Linked DNA regions of Mus musculus: region 2 is linked to region 1. Evidence: chromatin contacts called from public promoter capture Hi-C data. All regions are on one chromosome and are shown on one strand. Each heading gives the region's core, a stretch centred on a gene start, on an enhancer-like site or on the middle of the called end of the contact. The rest is flanking DNA. Distances are from core to core; before and after follow the strand shown. Region 1 overlaps Mbtd1 (mbt domain containing 1). Region 2 overlaps Spag9 (sperm associated antigen 9).

Evidence for each region. Capture Hi-C pulls out chosen DNA fragments and counts their contacts.
Region 2: a promoter capture Hi-C map of adipose tissue shows a contact between it and region 1. The contact joins two enhancer-like sites. A contact is called at or near these places in 1 of 39 promoter capture datasets (Sertoli cells), 6 of 484 Hi-C or Micro-C datasets (bone marrow-derived macrophages, common lymphoid progenitors, cortical neurons and 3 more) and 3 of 9 other capture datasets (adipose tissue, liver and pancreatic islet).

The regions. Positions count from the first base shown.
Region 1 is chr11:93,903,843-93,910,525 of GRCm38.p6, forward strand. Mbtd1 (mbt domain containing 1) reads left to right here. Exons shown (of 16, transcript NM_134012.4): 2 at 1,317-1,516; 3 at 4,962-5,095; 4 at 6,441-6,564. The coding sequence starts at 1,363. Among named protein-coding and RNA genes, the nearest start is that of Mbtd1, 21 kb to the left of the region's middle. Within about 2 kb of position 4,214, at least 39 of the 459 cell types and tissues checked have an H3K27ac peak or open chromatin away from gene starts, as enhancers often do. A contact at or near this core is called in adipose tissue, where this site is marked.
Region 2 is chr11:94,096,905-94,103,587 of GRCm38.p6, forward strand. Spag9 (sperm associated antigen 9) reads left to right here. Exons shown (of 29, transcript NM_027569.3): 19 at 314-532; 20 at 777-972; 21 at 2,123-2,248; 22 at 3,203-3,283; 23 at 5,187-5,254. Among named protein-coding and RNA genes, the nearest start is that of Gm38951, 26 kb to the left of the region's middle. Within about 2 kb of position 2,752, at least 9 of the 459 cell types and tissues checked have an H3K27ac peak or open chromatin away from gene starts, as enhancers often do. A contact at or near this core is called in adipose tissue, where this site is marked.

The DNA.
Region 1 (6,683 bases), core at 2,964-5,463:
CAGATGGTTTCTGCTCTTGCAGACACTGTCTCTCAGCAGTCCTTAGCTTGGGGAGGAGGCGTCTCATGTACCTGGTCAGTTTCAGGGACTTCGGCAGGCTTTGAGTTGCTTGCTTCTTAAGTTAAGGAGTTTCCCTAAAAGATGGCATTTCACCTTGCCTTTAAAATATCCTTTGTCTTAACAAGCTTAATTCCAAGAGGAATGCTTTGTCTCCAGAATAGTGATATGTAGTACTTCCCTGAGGAGGGTGTCACCATTGAGTATGCTGCCAGCCCCATCTTATTCTGTTGCCACATAACTGCTCCATTAAGAACTGTGCCTGCTATGTACACTGTTCTGCCTGTGCCCTCAGTTATGGTGGAGGTATACAGTTTGATAAGTAGTTATTGGGTAACTAAAAGAAAAAACTCAAGTTCTCAGGTAAAGTCAGGTTGATCAAAATTCTGTGTTCATGTCGCCACGCTATCAAGTGATTCATTCATTACCACCTACCCCATAAGTGTAAAATAGAAAAACTTTTCTTTTGGAATTGCCTTTAGAATTTCATTATTTTTTTTAATATTCCAATAGTATCAAATCTTGACTCTTTGAAGATAGATGTAATTATAAAACTACCCAAAAGTTACTCAGAGCAATAGAAGTGTTCTTTGGGGTTAGGAGTTGTGGCAACATTATTAGTGCATGCAAAATCTTCCAAGTGTCCTAAGTCAAATATTCTTTAGGGTATAATATTTCCATTGTGTGATCTGAGCAACCAAGTTGGGCACAGTAGGACACATCTATGTATTCTCAGTCACTCAGCTCTCAGAAGGCTTAAGGCCAGCGTTAGGCAAACCTGCCTCAAAATAAGAAAGAGTGCTGGGAAGATTGCTCCGTGGTTGATGTTCTTCCAGGGGACACAGGTTCAGTATCCATCACCCACGTGGCAGTTCACAACTGTCTATAACTCCAGTTCCAGAGGATCCAGTGGCCTCTTCTGACCTTTATGAATACCAGGCACACATTCATGCAGGCAAAACACCCATACACTTTTTTTTTTTTTTAAGAAATTTGGAATATTTGAAAAGGATACAGATGTTGTCTGCTAAGCCTGCAGCCTATTATCGCAGCAGTTTGGGAGGCTGAGTGGGAGGATCACCTGAGTTTGAGGCCAGCCCAAGCAGAAACAGACCCTTTCCCAATAAACAACAACACAAGTATCAGTGCTCAGTACTAGGTTTTCACTTGTCAAATCTGACTTAGCTGAATTTGTGTTAAGGGCTTGTAAAGGGGATGTGTATGTGCATTGTGTCATGTCACTGGTTTCTTCTACGAAGACAGAACATTCTTCACAATCCAAAAGAAAAAGCAGACTGGTTCGGGATGTTTGACGGCTATGATAGCTGCAGTGAGGACACAAGTAGCAGCTCCAGCTCTGAGGAGAGTGAAGAAGAAGTTGCTCCTTTACCTTCCAATCTCCCAATCATCAAGAATAATGGACAAGTCTACACATACCCAGATGGTAAATCTGGCATGGGTGAGTGTCTGCACTTTGACCTGTTGTGTGACTTTACCTTTGAGCTTGTGTTTTCATTGGACCTTTTGCTAAGTTCTGTTTCATTTTATTTTATTTTGAGATAGTGTGTTGCTATAGCTCAGACTTGTCTAGAACTTAGAATCGTCCTGTCTTTGTCTCCGAAGTGCTGAGATTATAAACAATGGCACCATGCTTGCTCTGGCCCATAGGTTTGTTTGTTTCTCAATATGAATGGTTGTGAGCCACCATGTGATTGCTGGGATTTGAACTCACGACCTCCAGAAGAGCAGTCATTGCTCTTAACCGCTGAGCCATCTCAGCAGTCCTCCCTTAGAATTCTTAAAGGACTGTTTTAAGAGACTGAGCCTCAAAGTCAGGAGTTTCAGGTGACGTCAGAGAGTTTGTGTTTCATTTCTTTGTCGTTGCCATCCTATCTTCCAGTGGGGAACAAGTAGAACAAAATCATAAACAACATATTAGTACACAATAAATTCAGTTAATGACTATCTCTAAAGAGCTGAATGAAAGTGGGAGTGCTCATACAGTTTTTAAAAACAATCAGTGCTTACTCTGTGATAATTTATTCTAATATTTGAGACAGAGGTTGGGGACATTGCGTTTCAATGTTTTGAGGATGGGTTGGTTGGTTTTCATAACAGGTTGCACTGTAAATCACAGGCTGGCCTGAAACTGAGATAGTACTCCTGCCTCAGCTTGGCCCACTGGGCCTGGCACATAAGTTATCACCTCTAGTAATAAGGTGCTATCTATCTTACACAAAGAGTGGTCTTGTTTTTTTAGTAATTCTCAGTACTAAAATATGCTTTAGATTGAACCAAACTTAACCTGTTTTGATTGTTTTTTATTCTGTTGTAATGTTGTTTTTAAGACTAAACTAGGGGCCAAGAAGTAGTGCTTCCCTAGCATGCAAGGCCCTGGGTTCTGTTATTGGGACCACAAATAAAAAAGCATGCATATGTATGGACTATGCAGGGAAGCCCTCCCAGAAACAATTTTTCCTATAAAAATCAACTTCAGTGTTTGAGATAATCACTCAGTTAGTACAGTGCTTGCTATGCAAGCGTGGGGACCTGTGTTTGATCCCCAGGTTACATATAAAAGCCAAGTGTCTACTCATAATTCCAACTAGCCCTAGGCTGGTGGGGAGGGAAATCCATGGAGCTCGTTGGAAACCTAACCTGCTTGGCAAGCTTTGAACCAGACTGTTTCAAGAAAACAAGGATGGCACCTAAGGAACCACAGCTGAAGTTGACCCCTTGCTTCCATACACACAAGCAGTGCACATGAGTCTAGCCTGCTGTGTATACACTGTCACAGAACTTCATTTATCAAAGCCCACTAGAATCAATGTGGTAGTGCATCCACTAATCCCAACAGCAATTGAGAGTTTGAGGCCAGCCTGGGCTATATAATGAGACCTTGTCTGGGGAACAAAACAAAGGATAACCCAATTAATTAAAATGATCATAGGACCAAGCATTATGGGGCACTCCTTTGATCTCAGCACTCTGGAGACAGGTAAAAGGATCTATCCGGGTTCAAGGCTACCCTGGTCTACATAGCAAGTTCCACGACAGGCAAGATTTCATAGAGATAAACTATGTCTCAAAAAAAAAAAAAAAAAAAAAAAAAAAAACACGTATGAAAGGAAAGATAGATATGCAGCACAGCAGTAGGGCTCTTTCTTTCGTGGAAAGATACTGTGTTACCTAGCACCACAAACCAGAAAAGAAGAATTTCCTAGGTGTATACTACTTCAACTGATATTTCTTGGTCATGGCTAACAAAACTATTTGAAAACTTATGTCAGAAATATTGACCTTAGCATGCTGGTGGACACCTTTAATCCCAGTGCTTGGGAAACAGAGGCAGGCAGAGCTCTGTAAGTTCAAGGCCATTCTACATAGTGAATACCTGAATTCCGGACCAACCAGGGCTACATAGTGAGAGCCTGTCTTAAAACAACAACAACAAAAAATTAGTTTCTATTGCTACATGTTGTTGCTGTGGTTTGGTGATGTCACACCAGTGTGGAAAATCATATCACAAAGGAGCAGTGCAGTTTGACGTTGTATAATTCTTGTCAAGGATTCATTGTCCACTTGACTCATTTTGTTTTGTTGGAGAAAGAATCTCACTGTGGAGACCAGGCCCGCTTTTGTCTCCCAAGTGCTAGGATTAAAACTGTGCACCACTATGATAGCCTTTTTTAAAATAAAGATAATTAGCGATCTCTTAATGATCTAGAATGTGTACGAGGAACTATTCCGTTTTTTCTCTGCTGGACACAAAGCCTTAGATTTTGGGTATTCTGTCTTATTTCCATTTTTCATGTATTCGTAAGTACCATTATGCTACAGGTGGCTTTAGCCTAACCATTTGGGTGAGACATTAACCTATTAACCTGTTGGGTTTCTTCCCCAGCTTCCCTTAGGTCATAATAAGGATTAAACCTAGAGCCTCATGAATGCTACTTTCCTGCCACTAAACTGTGTCCCAGCCCACTTTTTAGCGAGACAGGATTTTACAGTTAACCACACTGGCCTTGAATTCACTCTGCAGCTGAGGTATACCTTCAACCTCTCAGCCCTTATGCCTCAGCCTGGCTGCACAGACAGACCCAGCTCTGTCTGTCATTCTTGGATTTCGGTTCTTGTGACATTTGTTTATGTAATTCTGCCTTTTAAACTATTAAGCATTATGTAATACCCACCAGAAACTTAGCTGTCTCTTGCCCAACTAGTTACTAGTCGACTTCTACCTCAAAATTGAAGCTTGCCCCATCCTTCTACATCCTCTGAACATAATTTGACAGGATCCTCTTAGTTTTTCTAAATACTTGTCCTTTTTTTTTTGCAGTGTTTCAAAGGCTTTTGCTATCATTTTGTTAATCCTCAACTACATTGCAGTCCTCTTCCTCATAACCTATTTAAAAGCTAAAATTCAAAACACATAACAAATATATGTATCAATATGTATGAAAATGCCTGCTATCACATGATAAGCATTAGGAAAAAATCTTAGTTGAAAACAGGGTCTGTCTCTGTATACACACACACACACACACAGGTACACACACACACACAGAGATACACACACACACAGATACACACACACACACAGATACACACACACACAGATACACACACACACACACACACAGGTACACACACTCACTCTCGGGGACATGCATCAGCATACTCTCAACCGTTTTAAAGCCTCTAGGCCTTCAGGGAATTACTGGACTTCGGGGCCACCACCACCACAGCAGCATCAAGTCCTGGCTGTAACTTTTCTCTATCATTTGTGTAAGAGATGGGAAAAAATAATTCATTGCATAGTTTTAGATAAATCCCATTAAACAGGCAGAGACTTTGATGTTATTATATAACATTGATGCCGATGCTTTTCTCTTATTGATTAGCTACCTGTGAGATGTGTGGGATGGTCGGTGTGCGAGATGCTTTTTACTCTAAAACGAAACGTTTCTGCAGTGTTTCCTGTTCAAGAAGTTACTCGTCAAACTCTAAGAAGGCAAGCATTCTGGCCAGACTTCAGGTAACGGTACAGAAACCTTCTTATTCTTCCTGTTTCCCATGGCTTTCACGCCCAGTCATCTGACTGAGTCACTGCACTCCACCTCTTCCCATGGGCCCGTGGTTTACAGCCTGTACTGTTAGGAATGTATGAGCCACGAGTGGTATACACTGAAGCATCTTACACAGTGAAAGCATGCTATCCAAGATAAGCTGTAAATAATCTGTATAAATGAATAAGACCTTTTCCCACATAAGTACAATTAAACACCTTGTTCTATGTAGAACTTAACAGCTATTCTCTCTGGTGGTCCTCCCCCCAATTTGTCCTTCATTTCCTATCAAGGCAGAGAATGATTCATTTTGGAGGTCCTTCTGTTTGGTTTTCTTCCCTCAACTTTGCTCTGTACTTTGGATTTTGTTCTTTGTTCTTAGGGTTTTTATTGCTGGGGTGAACCCCAACTTTAAACAGCAGGTTCAGCTTTGTACTTTGAGTACATCCAGTTTGATACCTTAACCAAATATGTTTGATTGACATAACTCACCTTTTTTAAAACATCCATGAAATAAAAAGAAAATCATCCTCTTTTAAATATATATATTAGTGCTGACCAAGTACTGGTGTCTTGACTTACTTAACTCCGTTGTTAACATACCATCTAAAAATTTCTTAAGGCATTATAGTACTGATTTTTGTAATTATCTTTTGTATGATCACAGTTTTTCTCTCTCATTTAATGTACTGTGATCATTACATAGCACTGAAAGAGTTATTTAAATCCCCTAGATGAAGGAAATACATCACTTAGATGTATTTCTATATTTCAGATAGACAGTTCCCAAAGATCCTGAGCAGTGGTCTGTACCCAAATGGATGCAGTTTGTCACACTGAATTTGGCCATGATCATTATGTCACTGACCTTTTGCGTTAGCACTAAAGGTATAAACCTCAGTCACTTGCTCTTTGACCATTCAGTTGACTGCTCTCACCATATCAGTAGCATTGCTTTGCAACTGCATGACTGAATAACCCTGGTTCTGTCTACTCTAAGAAGAAGTTGAATATCCACCACAGCCTGTATTTTAACATTTTATTAAATGGGGTATAATTTTTATTAACATATTAATTCGCATATTGCTGTTTTAGTCTGTGCCAGCTCTACTTCCCATATTAGATAACTACATTGTAGCGGAACTCAGAAAGGAAAAAAAACCTCTAATGTTAAAGTTCCTTGTATGTGTTCTCTGCTTTAATAATTTTCTAAACCCTCAGTATTTAAGCAGAATGAGTAGTATGAAGTCATGTTAGATTTTGGTTGTGAAGGGATGAAGAAGAATCCTATTTACTTAACTTTTCTTGTTTCAGGGTAAGCCTCCAACAAAGAAAGCAAAAGTCCTTCAAAAACAACCTTTAGTTGCTAAATTAGCTGCCTATGCCCAGTATCAAGCTACCTTGCAAAATCAAGCAAAGACAAAAGCAGGCAATTCTGGTAAGTGTAATAAAGGTGAAGTATTACTTGTTCAACTAGCTTCACGTAACAGCATTTTAACCTTGGGTTGCGTTTGGGTTGTGTGTGTTTTCTGTTGGCACATTTAGACTGTGTGCTTC
Region 2 (6,683 bases), core at 1,502-4,001, 190 kb after region 1:
AATTAATTTCACACTGTCTTGTTTTTTGTTTTGTTTTGGAGACAGGGTTTCTCTCTGTGGCCCTGGCTGTCCTAGAACTCACTCTGTAGACTAGGCTGCCTCTGCCTGCCGAGTGCTGGGATTAAAGGGGTGCACCTCCACCACCCAGCTAACACTGCCTTCTTGATGGTGTATTCTAGCTGTACGGGTCACCTGTTTATTCTTACTTCAAACCTAAAGGAGCTTTACTAGAAAGAAGCTGCCGCTTGTTTACTGGGTATTCCAACAAAGTTGTTTTGTTGTTTTGTTTTGTTTTGTTTTGTTTTGTTTTCAGGAGCTCGGGAAACAGACTACCCTGCAGGAGAAGAACTTTCTGAATCTGGTCAGGTAGACAAAGCGTCATTGTGTGGAAGCATGACCAGTAACAGCTCCGCAGAGATGGACAGCTTGCTGGGAGGCATCACAGTGGTTGGGTGCTCCACAGAAGGACTGACAGGAGCTGCCACTTCCCCAAGTACCAACGGTGCTTCTCCTGTGATTGAAAAGCCACCAGGTACACCTTTGGAGAATCTAAGGCTCTTCTGAGAGTGCCACATTACAGACTTGTCAATCTTAAAGTAGCCAAGGTGAAAGAGTTGGAAGAAGATGCTGTAGTGCCCATGTTAGAGAAAGAACTGTCCATGTCATTTTGCAATGCCCAGGAGGAGTCAGTGGAGTGGAATTCCAGAGCAGGGGTAGTGTAGTAAAAGGATGGATAGAAAGACTCATTCAGCATAGAGTGGTTTCTGTTTTTACAGAAATGGAAACTGAAAATAGCGAAGTTGATGAAAATATTCCAACAGCAGAAGAAGCAACTGAAGCCACAGAGGGCAATGCAGGGTCCACTGAAGACACTGTGGACATCTCCCAGCCTGGCGTGTACACAGAGCATGTGTTTACAGATCCACTGGGAGTTCAGATCCCAGAAGACCTCTCCCCAGTGTTTCAGTCAAGGTATGCATCCGAAATCAGTAACTTGAGGGAGTCTGCACAAATAAAAGGAATCAGAATCATGTCACATAGCCAGAATACCCACTAATTGACATCCTTAGAGGGAGCCGAAAGATGTTTTATTCGCTCCTATTTATTCTTTCTGGAGATTTGTCCATCCATTTCTTAACTCTATTTTCTGACTTCTAAAAAATGGAACAAGTATATACCCTTGTACATACAGATGCAAGTGTACGTCGTGGTCACTTTCTCTTCTGGATTGCAGTCTCCGTTGTGGTGCTCTACCTTGCATGCTGTCGGCCATTCTGCTTGTTCTCTCTGTGCTTACCCCCACTCCAGTTACCAGAGTTGGCCACTGTTTACATTTGTGGTTGTTTGATTTTTTTCCAAAATGAACTTGTTTAGTTCTCATGCACGTTTTGTTGGTGACCCTCTACTTTAAAGGACCGTTTAATCCAGAGCCATCTAGTTTGTTTTTTCTATCCCCTTAGATACAGCTCTTGGTAAACTGGTTTCTTTCCAAGTTTGTTTTTCTTAGTATATAGAGCAACCAAAAATTTATTAGCATTTAAGTCATGTTTTGAATTTGATAACCCAGTTTTATATCATCCACCTACTATGCCCTGACAATCTGAAAGAAGAGGTTTATGATGGAATATAAACATTTTACTGTAATTTATTTTATAAAATTAATTATATATTAAAAATTAAATAGCACCTCCTCTGGGAATGAGTGGTTTTAAAACAGAGTATTTCTCCCTTCTTTGTCCTACCTATGCCAGAAAAGAACTATTATAAACTTTAAAATAGTAACAGGGCCATAAATTTTCCTGTCTTGTTTTAGTTTTTGTTTTTCTTCTTTTTGGCAGCCATTATTAAAGTCTTAAATGTTAACTGATGAAGTTTATTACTATATCTTATTCCCCTTTCTCCATTTTGCACTTCCTAGTTTATTAGTATTTCTGGTACAGTTACTGAACTACGTATGCGTGAGCATTTAATACTGGCATTTCTGTGTGAGCATTCAATGCTGACTTTTCTGCAGTCTTGGTGTTCGTTCATTGTAGTAAGGTTAAATGTAGAACCGCTCACTTCTTGAACAAGCTGAATATACTTAGTGTGGGTTTTTTTCCCTTGTGCCTCATTTTCTCAGTAATGACTCAGATGTGTACAAAGATCAAATATCAGTATTGCCAAATGAACAAGACCTTGCGAGAGAAGAAGCTCAGAAAATGAGTAGTCTTTTACCAACCATGTGGCTTGGAGCTCAGAATGGCTGGTAAGTACCAGTGTTCTAACATGACATAGCCTTAGTCTTTATTTCTACAGAAAATGAGCCAGGCATGATAATGCAGGCCTTTAATCTCAGCATGTGGGAGGTTGAGGCAGGAGGATTGCAAGTTGAAGGTCAGCTTGGGCCACAGAACCTTCCATGTTAGCCTTGGCTATGTGTGACACCTTCACAAAAACAAAAATTCTAAGTAAGAGATAAATGAAATGTAGTAAACATTAATGTAAACAAAGAGTGTGGTTAATACAAAAACTTTTATACCCACACAAAACTAGACTTTCATTAGTTTTAAATGGTAAACCTTTTCTTTGTCATAGAATGTTCTCTTTGTGTAATATTCATAGGAAGAAAGGTAAATAGGATTTTAAAATCTGAGTCAGACATGGTAGTACATGCCTATAATTTCAGCACACAGTGAGACAGATACCCTGGCTTAAAATAAAACCCTGTCTCAAAGAAAAAAGTGTGCGTGTGTATGTGTGTGTTTTCTATAGCATCTGACTTAGCCTGCGGGCCACAGTCAGCCACTGGTGTGAATCACTCTGACATTCAATAGTTCTATGTAATAGAGACGTAAGGTTATTCATGAAATGGGTTTTGTGCAGATAAGGCATGGGGCAACCCAGAGTTAGCTGGTGTCATTGGCTAATGCTTACTATTAATAGAGGTTGTAGCTTTTGGGTAATCATGCGCTTCTGTTTATGTTGATAGCCTGTTTTTCTGTCTTAGGCACTCATTTTCTCTCCTCCATTTTCCCCTCATCTCTGTCTTTCTGTCTCCCTCCCTCTTCCCATCCTTCCTCTTTCTCTTTTCATACAAAAGTAATAAGCCATTTTCCTAAAAACTGAATGTTATTCTGCTTTTTTTCTCGGGGGTGCCTGTATTTCTTAACTAGAAACACTAATGATTCTGGGCCTTAACATTCTTGACTTCACTTTGCAGTTTGTATGTCCACTCATCTGTAGCCCAGTGGAGGAAATGTCTCCATTCCATTAAGCTCAAAGACTCAATTCTCAGTATTGTGTAAGTTTTGTTTTTTAAATTATTCCTTTTAAAGTTTGTTTGTTTGTTTGTTTAAAGGCATTTGATGACATTACAAATGGTTATGAGCCACCATGTGGTTGCTGGAAATTGAACTCATGACCTCTAGAAGAGCAGCTAGTTCTAATGACTGAGCTATCTTTCCAGCCCAAAACTTTTAATTTTGATGTAAAGTAGATTTAAGACTATGAAAGCTACTATGTATCTCATGACAAATCAGTATGCAAGCTTGAAGTTTTTGCTTGTTGTTTTCAACCATCACCTTAGTTCTTTTCTATTGCTCTGATAAAACACCACAACCAAGAAAACTTACAGAAGGGATGATTTGTTTGGGCTATGGATCTAGAGGGATAAAAGTCAACTCCATTATAACAGGGAAGCCTGGCAGCAAGCAGGCTGGAGGATCAGGGTCTGGTACACTCACATCTAGGACTGCAGGTAGAAAGAAAGAGAGGAAGCTAGCAATGATGCAAGTCTTTTAAACTCTGAAAGCCACCAACTGGGGACCAAGTATTCAAATACCCATAACTATAGGAGACAGCTCTTTCAGACCACCACAACCATCTTTGTTTGTTTTGGTTTTTGTTTTTTTCGAGACAGGGTTTCTCTGTGTAGCCCTGGTTGTCCTGGAACTCACTCTAGATCAGGCTGAACTCAGAAATCTGCCTGCCCCTGCCTCCCAAATGCTGGGATTAAAGGCGTGCGCCACCACTGCCTGGCCACCACAACCATCTTAATGGAACTAGAGGAACTGAATGGGAATGATGTTCTAAAGAGGGAAGTAGAGTACAAAATGTTTAAATAGAAGACGACTTTCCAGATTGAATCTTCGCTTTAGAGTTCTGTGTTTCTTTCAGACTATTCCTTATAGTTCAGGAATACATTGATTGGAACATTGGCTTGCTAGTTCCTTTTCCATAGGTTGACAGGCAAAATTCCAACAGTTTGTTCCTAAATCTATAGGTATAGCAGTAAATCATTAATCCAACAGTTTGTTCCTAAATCTATAGGTATAGCAGTAAATCATTAATCCACTCTGAGCTCCCGACAGGCTTTGCATGCTCTCCACCCCCCCACCTCACCCAAGAGCTTTGGATTCACAAATGAAAGACACACACACAAACACACAACCTTTATATTTTTGATATGCCTTGATTAGTGCAATGGTTGGGCACTTCCAAACCTCCCCATGGCTAGCACACACTCCCCTCCAGTATTCTTGAATTAATACTTGCTAAATCTATATTTTATCTCTGCTACCCCAGACTCAATCTGGGGAGTGACCACTGGGACCACTTTCCCGTATTCTTACATGTCAGTGGGCCTTTAATTTTGATCTTTCTGCTTCCCTATCATGGCGAATCCGTCCTACACCCCTCTCATGGAGGAATCCCTTCTCCTCTCCCCTGTTTCTTGCCTGAGAATCCTAAAAGTCCTGCCTCTCACCCTGCCTAGCCATTGCCCATTGGCAACTTTATTTCCCAATCAGAGCCAACTTGGGGCAGGCTTCCTTTAGCCTACGTGCAGGACATTGTAGGCAGGTTTTTTGGGGTAACACAATTAGCATGAAAAAACAAGCCACTACATACAGAACTAACTCTGTTCCAGTCAAGATGTGTGTCTGGCCTGGAGAGTTACATTGAGGTGTGATGAAAGGAGGCACCTTGGGCTAGAAAGCAACATCCTGAGATAACCACACATGCTGTGCATTAGTTTCTGTGACTGCTCCCATAACAAGAGGCTCAGAGTGAGTGGCCACATGTTCAAGTATTGGGTTAGTCCCTCATCACAAACTGGCCTTGGAGAGGGCTGCACCAGCTCAGTAACACATGGTCCATCCTGTACTCCTGAGTGGAGGTTCTGAAATCCTTTTCCCTATTTGCAGACATGTGAAAGGAATTGTACTAGTGGCCCTGGCGGATGGCACCCTTGCAATCTTCCACAGAGGAGTTGGTAAGTTTTTATAATGTCATACACCAAAATGTTGCTTTGCAGAGCATTTTCAAGTAGATTGGCTTACTGCATTTGAAAGAAATGATACATAAAAAGAGAATGAAAGTTTTAAGTGAAATATTTGTTATATATTAGTAAATATATGGATGGCTCTGTAAAGATTTATATTAGGTATTTCTGATGGACAAGTGTGTTTATTGCAATGAACAATGAAGAGTTTAGCATTTTCTCTGCCCGTATTTTATATGTACATTATCTCTGTATGTATGCTTATGATGTATGTACATAAGTGTCCTGTAAGTGAATATGGGCATGCATTTGCTAAGGGATGTGTGTGTTGTGACAGAACAGCTTTGTGTTAGTTGTTGCCTCCTTATGTTGTTCTAGATAGGGTCTTTCGTTATTTACTAATGTGTATACCAGGCTAGCTGGCCTCCAAGTTTCCAGAAATTCTCCTGTTTCCGTCTCCTGGGAGAACTGGGATAACAGATGCAAGCTACTATCCCCTGTTTTACATAGATTCTGGGAGTCTAAGCTCAGTTCTTTATCCTTGCCCAACAAGCACTTTATCTATTGAGCTATCTCCCCAGCTCTCTGATGCCTTTATGTAGTATAATACAGCAACTTTTTCATATGTTTAATTAGAAAACATTTGACAAGGATCATTTTTTATCCCTTTTTTATTTGTTTTGAGACAGGGTTTCTCTATGTAGCTCTGGCTGTCCTGGAACTCACTCTGTAGAATATGCTGGCCTCAGATTCACAGAAGTCCACTTGCCTCTGCCTCTCAAGTGCTGGGTTTAAACGTCTGCACTACCATGCTCAGCATATTTGTTTGATTTTAAAGATTTGTAGCCCTGGATAGCCTGGAACTTGTTGTGTTAAGGCTGGCCTTAAACTCACAGAGATTCACTTGTTTCTGCCTCCTGAGTGGAGACATTAAAAGTACATGCTGTCACACACAGCCTTATCCCTTTTTTAAAATTTTATTTATTTTTATTTATAAGCATTGATTGATATTCTGCCTGCATGCATGTCTGTGTAAGAGTGTTGGATTCCCCTAGGACTGGAGTTACAGAGAGTTGTGTGAGCTGCTATATGGGTGCTAGAAATATAGCCCAGGTCCTCTGGAAGAGCAGCCAGTGCTCTTAACCTCTGGGCCATCTCTCCAGCTCTGCCCTAATTTTCTAAAAATTAAAAATAATTTGTCTATTTCATTTAAGAAAAATTTTGTTTTGTTTGAGAGTCTCATTCTATAGCCCACATTAGCCTAGAGTTAGCATTCTATAGAGTTAACATTCTATAGATTAACATTCTATAGAGTTACATTCTATAGAGTTACATTCTATATAGAGTTACATTCTATAGAGTTACATTCTATAGAGTTAACATTCTATAGAGTTAATATTCTATAGAGTTAACATTCTAT